2 separate regions of the Ostrinia nubilalis genome follow, and region 1 is linked to region 2. Evidence: chromatin contacts called from public Hi-C data. All regions are on one chromosome and are shown on one strand. The core of a region is the stretch at or near the end of the contact, and the rest is flanking DNA. Distances in the headings are between cores, read along the strand shown.

What was found. Hi-C and Micro-C count contacts between places; a contact is called where the count stands out from the background.
Region 1: a Hi-C map of whole larva shows a contact between it and region 2, with 6 times the contacts expected there. The contact joins the promoter of LOC135084211 here to the promoter of LOC135084069 in region 2. A contact is called at or near these places in 2 of 5 Hi-C or Micro-C datasets (whole body and whole larva).

What each region holds. Positions count from the first base shown.
Region 1 is chr25:3,143,086-3,147,669 of ilOstNubi1.1, reverse strand. LOC135084211 (putative nuclease HARBI1) reads right to left here and starts at 1,545. Exons shown (of 5, transcript XM_063978945.1): 1 at 1,028-1,545; 2 at 676-957; 3 at 134-521; 4 at 1-53. The coding sequence starts at 1,282.
Region 2 is chr25:2,899,941-2,904,254 of ilOstNubi1.1, reverse strand. LOC135084069 reads left to right here and starts at 2,489. Exons shown (of 2, transcript XM_063978809.1): 1 at 2,489-2,683; 2 at 2,932-4,065. The coding sequence starts at 2,956. The coding sequence ends at 4,065.

The DNA.
Region 1 (4,584 bases), core at 296-2,795, 240 kb before region 2:
ACTGTTCTCCGTCGAAAGTTGCGGAGTTACAGGGACCTGCTCCATATGTTGTTCTGAAAAATATTATGAATTTGTCAACATTTTGTCATAAAGATTTGTATTCCTTATGTACAGTCAAATTGATAACATTTACCTAACAATGTGTCATTCATATCAATGGCTATATTATGTAATACAGCCAATGCTATGATCACAGCTTTTCCATTTTGGAGGCTTACTGGTAAGCCATGGAGTAGGCATTGGAACCGCTGCTTCCACACCCCAAAACACCTTTCAACAGTGTTCCTAGTTGAGATGTGAGCATTATTGTATGCTTCTTCTTCTGGACGACTAGGCCTTAAAATAGGTGTAAATAGATATGGCAGAAGAGGGTAGCCCGAATCGCCAATAAGGCGTCCTCTAAACTGCCTATCCTCAAATCGTTGTTTTATATTGCTCTCCATAAAAATTCGACTGTCATGTGTACTGCCTCGCCATCTAGCCACTATATCCATTATTTTGAGGTCAGCATCACAGACAACCTAAAATAAAAAAAACAGTATCCTGTAGGTAATCCATCCAATAATATAGTGTTGAATGTTGCTAAAATTTAGATCATACAAAGTAAAAATTATAGACATTATTAAAACAAATCTTTCTCTGTTGTAAACTGTATAAAATCAAAATATATTTTACCTGAACATTCAGGGAATAATAGCCTTTTCTATTAATATAGTACTGGGCCATGTCACCTCCGGTTTTTTTAATTTTAATGTGGGTGCAATCTATGGCTCCTATCACCCCAGGAAAATTTTTAATTGCTCTAAATTTGGCACTAATTCTTTCCTGCTCTCCTATAGTGATAGGCATTTTGATGAAGGAATTTGCCTTATTCGCGATTGCATGCGCGACTCTGGCGCATATCCGGCTCACTGTCGGCTGACTTAGGCCATGGAGGTCACCAGCATCATCTTGTACCTGAAAATGTATGAAAATAATTATAGCAGCCACGACAAAGGGATAAAATAAAACACTTTTTTGTGCTTACCTCACGACGTCCCCAACATCTTATGGCCACTAAAACTTGCAGTTCAGGACACGTGCCACCACCTCTAGCGCTCTGAACCAGATCATCTTCCACCAAATCTATGATGGTGCGCACTGTGTCCTTATTGAACCTATATTTTATTTTAAAATTTAGGTCCCGCAAATCGAATGGGTTGCTTCGTTGGCGGTAGAGCTTTCTACGTCGCGCTGGGTCGGCATTATTGGCTAAATGCACAATTGCATTTATAGCATTCATTTTCACAAGCAAGGATCACAGCAAGGATATTTTGAATAAATAAACCAACGAAGTGACATTCATATGAAATGACATTTATAAAAGTTAGGTTAAAATAGGTTTATTAGAGCTTTAAACAAGGCCCGAGCTCTCGATAACTTATCACACAGTTATAAGAGGATTTTAGCGCTAAATGACGATTATGAATAACAATTTTTATCAAACGTTTTATAAACCTCTAATAAGCATTTGATAAAATGTGAAAAATGATTATGAATAAGACCGTAAGTGAAAAAACCAAAGAATATCAATTTTTGAGTTCATTTCCAAGAAGATTTTTGTATAGTGTAATAATTAATATTATTTTTTCTTCGACACAATCAAATTGCTTTTTTTTAGAATAGGTAGGTAACCATTTAAAAAGTACAAATTATAATATAGTTAAATTTTATAAATAATTGAGTCTACAAATAAATGAAAAACTTGCATCTTAGGCAAACATTGCCGATTATGTCTTTTAGTATTCACTGATCATACTTTAAATTGCATGATACAATTTTAATTAATTATTAATGACGTGGCAATTTTTTTTTAAAATGAATATTCTATGGAATAAAATTTAATACGCTTTGTAGATCTACTCGGCAACAGATGGCGCTACAACAAACCTTAGTTCATCTTCAATCCGCGTTCACATCGTAGCGCTGTGATCGCCGCCACTAGTTCCGGAAAAGTCCGCCGCTCAACGTAGCGCTGTCGTCACAACAAGAGCATTTCAAAAGTCTGACCTAAATCCAATAACAGGCTCTCATTTACAAAAACAAAAGAGGAAAAAACATTCACCCTCCAACCCATCTCACTTACAAGCCAATGAAGCGAGCAAATAAGCGAAAAATCCGCTCCAATGTGGAAAAAAAAGATAAATTGAAAAAAAGGGCCCGCACAGAAAGTAAAAAAATCCGTCAATGAGGATCTGCCGTGCGTGCGTAATCGCAAAAGGTCGAAAAAACGCGGCGAGGGAGTCGGGTTCCGTCGTTTTTTACTATTTTCTTACTTGTTGCGTTGTTTCATTGACTTAATGGACATGAGCTTGGGGGATGGAAAAACTTTTATTACTTTTTGTTCACCTATTGAGAAGACTGATGTTTATCTTACTTTAAAAAATTAGACATTGTTAAGAACAGTTTTAAAGAAGTTAGTTTTTTACTCCTAAAAACTACGGGGGGGTTTAATTATAACTTATTGACGTGGAATTTTGTCTGTCACAGAAAAACTTTATCGCGCGCGTTGTGTTTCAAAAACCGGGATAAATACTATCCTATGTCCTTTCCCGGGACTACTCTATGCTAAATTTCATCAAGATAGGTTCAGTGGTTTAGGTGTGAAAGCAAGATAGACAGAGTTACTTTCGCATTCATAATATTGTTTATGTAATAAGTATAGATATTAAACAGTAAAATCTATCGGCTTACTTTTACGAGTGTAATGCATGTCAGAAAACTGACAAGTTTTTTTTAGATTAAAATAAAAAAAATAGTAAAATCTGTCTTCATAACCTTATTACAATTTATTATTTACTCATAAATGTATAAGTACTTATGTTATTATTATTTTAACGAGACAAATAACACCTAAAATCAAAATAAATAAAACAAAACATTTTCCGATGGAACCCTGCTACTGAAAATGCGACTAGCGGGAAATTAAAAGCTCAATTCAATATTGCGAGCTTTTATAAAAAACGCGATACCGACGCGAGCCTGTCACGAGGGATTAGGTTCGACTCTCGGTGTCTGTTTTTTTAGTAAGTACACATAGCATTTTAATTGTGATTTTGATGACAATCGAGTTATACTGTTCAATGGGAGATATTGAATTTTTTATTATTGAAAAAATATAAGTACGTAGAAAGTGTCCTTTAGGAGTTTTATGAAGACGATTGATTTTGTGTAATAAAGTAGTGTTTTTAAAATACAGGGTGAAATTGTATTTTTTTAATAAGCTCTGTAGAAAAATATACTTTATCGTACCTAATTATTTTTAACGAGTGTAATAGGTATTTTAAGCATCATAGTTAATTAAACGACGCACCTTCTTACAAGGGATTTGTGTGATTTAAACGAGTTTATCGATTTACTTGATTAATAAAATGTTTATGTTTGTCTCAAATCATACTGTCTCAACTTAAAGTGAAAATTAATTATGAGTTATTAAAAAAAAAACGTGAGAATTTTATTGCTAAAGTAATAAACGTCTGTCTACAGCGCCATCTAGCTGTGTAGTATCGTACTATTTAGTTAAACTACTCCCCACTAGATAGCAGTGCTACATTTCATTTCTTGTTTGCAAAATGGTTGTATATGCAAAATAAAAATATTTGTTTAGATTAAAAATAATGATTTTAATAGTTATATAATAATACGAGGAAATAAAAAAATATAATAAACTAAAACAATTCTGATTGAGATTCAGTTTTTCGTCAATAGATGTCACTACTTAAAAGGAATTATCCATGCCGTGTTGTTGTTTATTCTGAAAGCATTGTATATTTTGTTCGTAGCTATTACCGAAAGTCTACGTAGTTTATAACTTATATAATGTTCTTTTCCAATAATTTCTTGGTAACTTCATCTATCTTAGGCCCTTAGCAAAATTTCCACGGACTTTACGTGAAATCGAAGAAGTTAGAATTCTCTTTGTAACGTGATAGGTTCGGTAAGGTTCGTTTTTTACGGCAAACGGGGTTTTTAAATTACAAGTTAATACTTTTTTCTGCTTAATAGGTACCTAGATTTAAGTTATGCTATCCTATGTTATTCATAGCGAGATTTTTGTTAAAAATTTTAGTCTTTTGTCGAAAAATGTTTTCTTATAAGACTTTGTACACTTTTTCTTTACAAAAATAGAGTTGAGTTGTCGATGGTCTTATGTTTGACTATAAACTTACCACTGGATGGTATTTTCTAGTGATTTGAATAAATGTATCAGATTCTACTATCAAAGCAGCAAAATAAACTTTTTACTTATCTTGATTGTCTGAAAAGAAATATGAATCCGCGCTTCGGAAATCGTCAATCAATAGGTCTGATTGAGCCATATCAGGATCTTATGGCGTATAAAGTCTGTTAATGTTGGACTACTACACGATGACGACAGTAGTTTTATGACGTCATTTGTTTACTTACGACGGAAGCTATCAAGGTACACTTTAGCCCTTTATTTAGTTGTACTTTTCCCAGCAAAATATACATATTTTTATATAGAAAATCGTCTAGTCTGATGCCTTCAATATATACCCATAGACTATAGACCCTTATTTATAA
Region 2 (4,314 bases), core at 1,240-3,739:
TGCATAGCAGTTGCCATTGCAATAGATTTATAGTTCAAGATGAACAAAACGAAATTACAAAATGTGGCACAGATTTTGCAAAAGCTGTGTACCATTTTGCAATTTGCAATAAGAATGTCAAGTGTTGCCGAATATGAATTCTTTTAATATTATCATCATGTATTATAATAAGTGTCGATTGATGTGGACAAAATTGTGTTCGTAATCAATATTGTCCACAGAAATTGTAATATTATACGTATAATCGTAACATAGGTAGGGTATAGTAAGCTGATTTTAATGTACGTAATTATTTCATTCTTGAATTAATATTGGTATTATCGTGGATCAGTGTCGTGACACGTCTCAGGTGCGCACGCTGTCGCGGTTTATCAATGTAAATAAAGAAAAAAATCACAATGCAATAGCCCAAAAATTCATTATAATTTCGTCGTGACATTTGGTTAAGGATGGGAGTTATTATTGAACTTTTAGTTGGTGTATGTCTTTTTTTTTTATGAAATACAAAACTTTTCGGCAAGTGTTAACTTATTATTTGGAATGAAACGGCCAGTACCATCAAGACGCGAAGGTTACTTGATAAAGATTATGTTTTCTAGGAAACGTGAATCTCTAATTAGACTAAAACTACATTTTCGACTGAAAAAATTACGGTTTCGACAATGCAATAAAAAAATCAAAAGTGAACGGATCGCTATTTATGTAAAAAATGTCCTCATAAATTAATATATAAATAAATTTAATATAACAACAAAAGAAGTTCCTATGAATATTGTATAAATGGTATTGTTTTAAATTTAGGTCTTAGTAGAAGGAAAAATTTATGGACGTTTGGTATTTTTAAAGTTGTAATTAAAGAACCATCGTGTTAGGGAACTTAATTCGCAGTGGCGAGTTGTACAAACTAAAAAGCACGGATCGTGAATCCTAACATTAGATTTTTAGATCAAAAGTTACGTTTCCAAGAAAGTGTTCAAGCGGTATTTAGGCTTACATTTTTGTGCGGCATGTGTATAATGTAAAAAAAAATATTTGTAAAAAAAATATAATATTGACGTTGTATTTTCGAGATCGGAATTTAAATTTAAGATTTTTGAATATACGAAAAATACTCTGAATAGGTGTTAGTGTATTGGCATGCCACACGAAAAAGTAAGTGCAATCGTAATTTCTGTGATCATCGAAAAAGGAATAGTTATAAATCAGATCGTGTCTGTGAGTTGACAGAGGTTACTTTTAAGTTTTCGATGGATAAATTTTTTAATGTTGATAAAAATATGAAAAAAGAAAATTTTTTCTACATTTTATTTTACGACAAAAATTCCGTAGTTAAGCTGTGTACATTTAATACTAATGCCTAATTAACAGTAATGCGATGACATAGCTCACCGCGCCATGGCGAATATGAAGAAAACTGCCCCGCTATTTCCATTTAAGCATTTTTCTTCAGATTTGCGTCTTAGTATCAATAGAACTGGATTCAGTTAAGTCGATACACAAGTGTGTGATTTTTACCATCTCCACATACCACATTTTCCATAGAAATGCGCTGTTAGTTTTATTTTTACTGTGAAATGGATATGACGCTTACAATTAATGTTGTAGTTTAATTGGCTATTATAATAATTAAAGTTAAATAATTTTGTTGATGATTTTGTGTTGATAGAAAAATTGGTTAAATATTCTCAAGATAATTTTTATTGTTGCTCGCTCGGTAACAGTTAAACCGCAATTCACGAGTAAACGAATGAAGGTATTTATGTAAAATACCTATTACTAATTGCAACAACATCCAGCAATTACATTACATTTTTTATTTGTATGTTAAGGAAACGCTGTGAATTGTGTGTGTTATGTACACACGTTTTGCAATTTTCCAATTTATGTGTACAAAAATTGCAAAGTTGCAAAACGTGATTAATAAAATAGTACACGATTCACAGCGTTTTTTGTTGAGTTTGTTAAAATGACTTGCTGTTGATTTACATTAAACATCCTCATTGTCTGTTAAAGCTTTTGTTTTGAAGCTTTGTCGTTTACGTTGTTTGTATTTCAGCTTGTTTTACAATATATAGTTAAATATACACAATTATTACACGTAATTTAAGAGTAGACAGGATAGCCAGGTTTTCAATTATACCACACAGTAGTTATTAACGTATATTATTGTAAGTTAGCATAATTAATGTAATGTAATTCAACGGGACTAATTTATAAAATGTAACCATTTTCAGATAACACATTTTTATAAATTTGTCTTTGTGTGACGTATATTAGGCACAGCATTATGTCCTTGATATATGTTACGGAAGTAGTAAACAACGAAATAAAAAAAACACATAAATACAAAAAAAAACCGTGTACTTATTCGTACTTAATGTCATAGATAATCAGATCTATTATTATTGGTGTTTTATGGGAATATTTGTATCCCTACGGTAGATGTTGTATCCATTTCGAAGTGAAAATACCTTTACTTTGAAGACGCTAGGTGGCGCTTTACCTAGCTAGACTGTATAAAGACGCTCCGCGCAATTTTGATAATTAGGAGTGAAAATAATAATCTAAATCAAAGTTACTATACACCATTTTAATTGTAAGGACATGGACCTCTAATCAGTGAATTCGATTCGTAAACAATAAGGCTGCAGTGAGTGTTATTAGCAAATAAATTCTCCAAAAAGTGAGTTATCGACTTGAAGTGACAATCTGTGTTGGTGTATGTGAAACAATTTTGATTGTGTATACCCGACACAAATACCACTTGCGTCCACAGTAGTGTCAAGTACGACTGTTTAGTTCGTTGGTGACTCACAAGAGACTTTGACGCAACGGCTAACACGGCCGGTCTAACCCAGCATACCACGGTTCGAGTCTCACTTGGAACTTTTTTTTTGCCTTTTTTTTTTTTTTGTTTATTTTTTGTTTTAGTCTGCTTTTTTCTTCACTAAGACAATGTCGCTTGAAAATAGAAAAATCTGTGGTGGCTGTTTCGAGCCGATTGAAGATAGTCGAAGATGGCTAGCGTGCCACCTCTGCAAGGAGTTCTTCGACCTGAAGTGCGCCGGGGTTACCGAAAGGCGCTTCCACGGCACGCTGGTTGGTGAGCGCAGGAATGCGTGGAGGTGCGTCACATGCGTCAGTAGGCAGCCCAAGAGGGACAACACTGAGACGCCCGTCCGCGCTGCTGCGGACGGCGTTATGGTGCGGAGGGGGGCCGCCACCATGAGCCCCACTTGTCTCGACGCCTCAATGCTAGAGCAGGCCAGTCAGGAGAATCCGAACGCTACTGCACTGAATATTACTATGGAAGTGACGGATGTGCAGGCGCTCTTCTTGGAGATCAGGCAACTTCGCGAGGAGATGCGCGACGAGTTCAGATCCGTTCGGGCCCAGATCGACACACTGATCGGCAGAGTCTCACTGTGCGAGCACAGAGTCGACGCTCACGACGAACGCCTGGGTGACATCGAGCGAAGACTCGAGGCCGTGGAGTCCCGTCAGGCGTCGATCAGCTCGGCGCCCGGGTCGGAGACACTCACGCAGATGGAGCGGACGATATCGGAGCTCAAGCTGGAACTCAACGAGCGGGACCAGGAGGCGCTCGTCGCCGACTTGGAGATCGGCCACCTCCCGGAGGAGAAGGGGGAGAACGTCCTCCACAGCGTCGCCGTGCTCGCCGGGCGCCTGGGCGTGGCGCTGGACGAGCGGGACGTGGTGTTCGCGGAGCGCGTGGGCGCGCCGCCGGCCGAGGCGGGCGGGCGCGCGCGCCGCGTGGTGGTGCGGCTGACGCGCCGCCACCTGCGCGACGAGCTGCTGCGCGCCGCTCGCGTGCGCCGCGGGCTGGCCGGCGAGGGCGGCGCGCGTGTGTTCATCAACGAGCGCCTGACGCGCTCCAACCGTCAGCTATTCCACCGGGTGCGCGAGGAATGCCGCAGGTTGCAGTGGAGGTACTCTTGGACAAGGCGTGGGCGCATATTCGCTCGCAAGAGCGACGGTGCGCAAGTGTTTCAACTCCGGTCGCTAGGAGATCTTGAGCGGGTGTTTGGTTCATCGTCAATATGACTAATTGAGACCTGCAATTATAACAAATTATTTGACATATGTGCGAGAATGATAAATTCAACTGATTTAATTTTCAAAAATATACTATTACCTGTATTTGTTTCTCTTGTAATTGATGTTATGGTTATTAATATAATATATGTTTTGTATCAATTCCAAATGCATTGGTGTGCCATAGAAACAGTCGTGATGGATGGAATTAATTGTAATCGTTTGTATAAATTATTTATTTTAAACCATAGTTCTTTA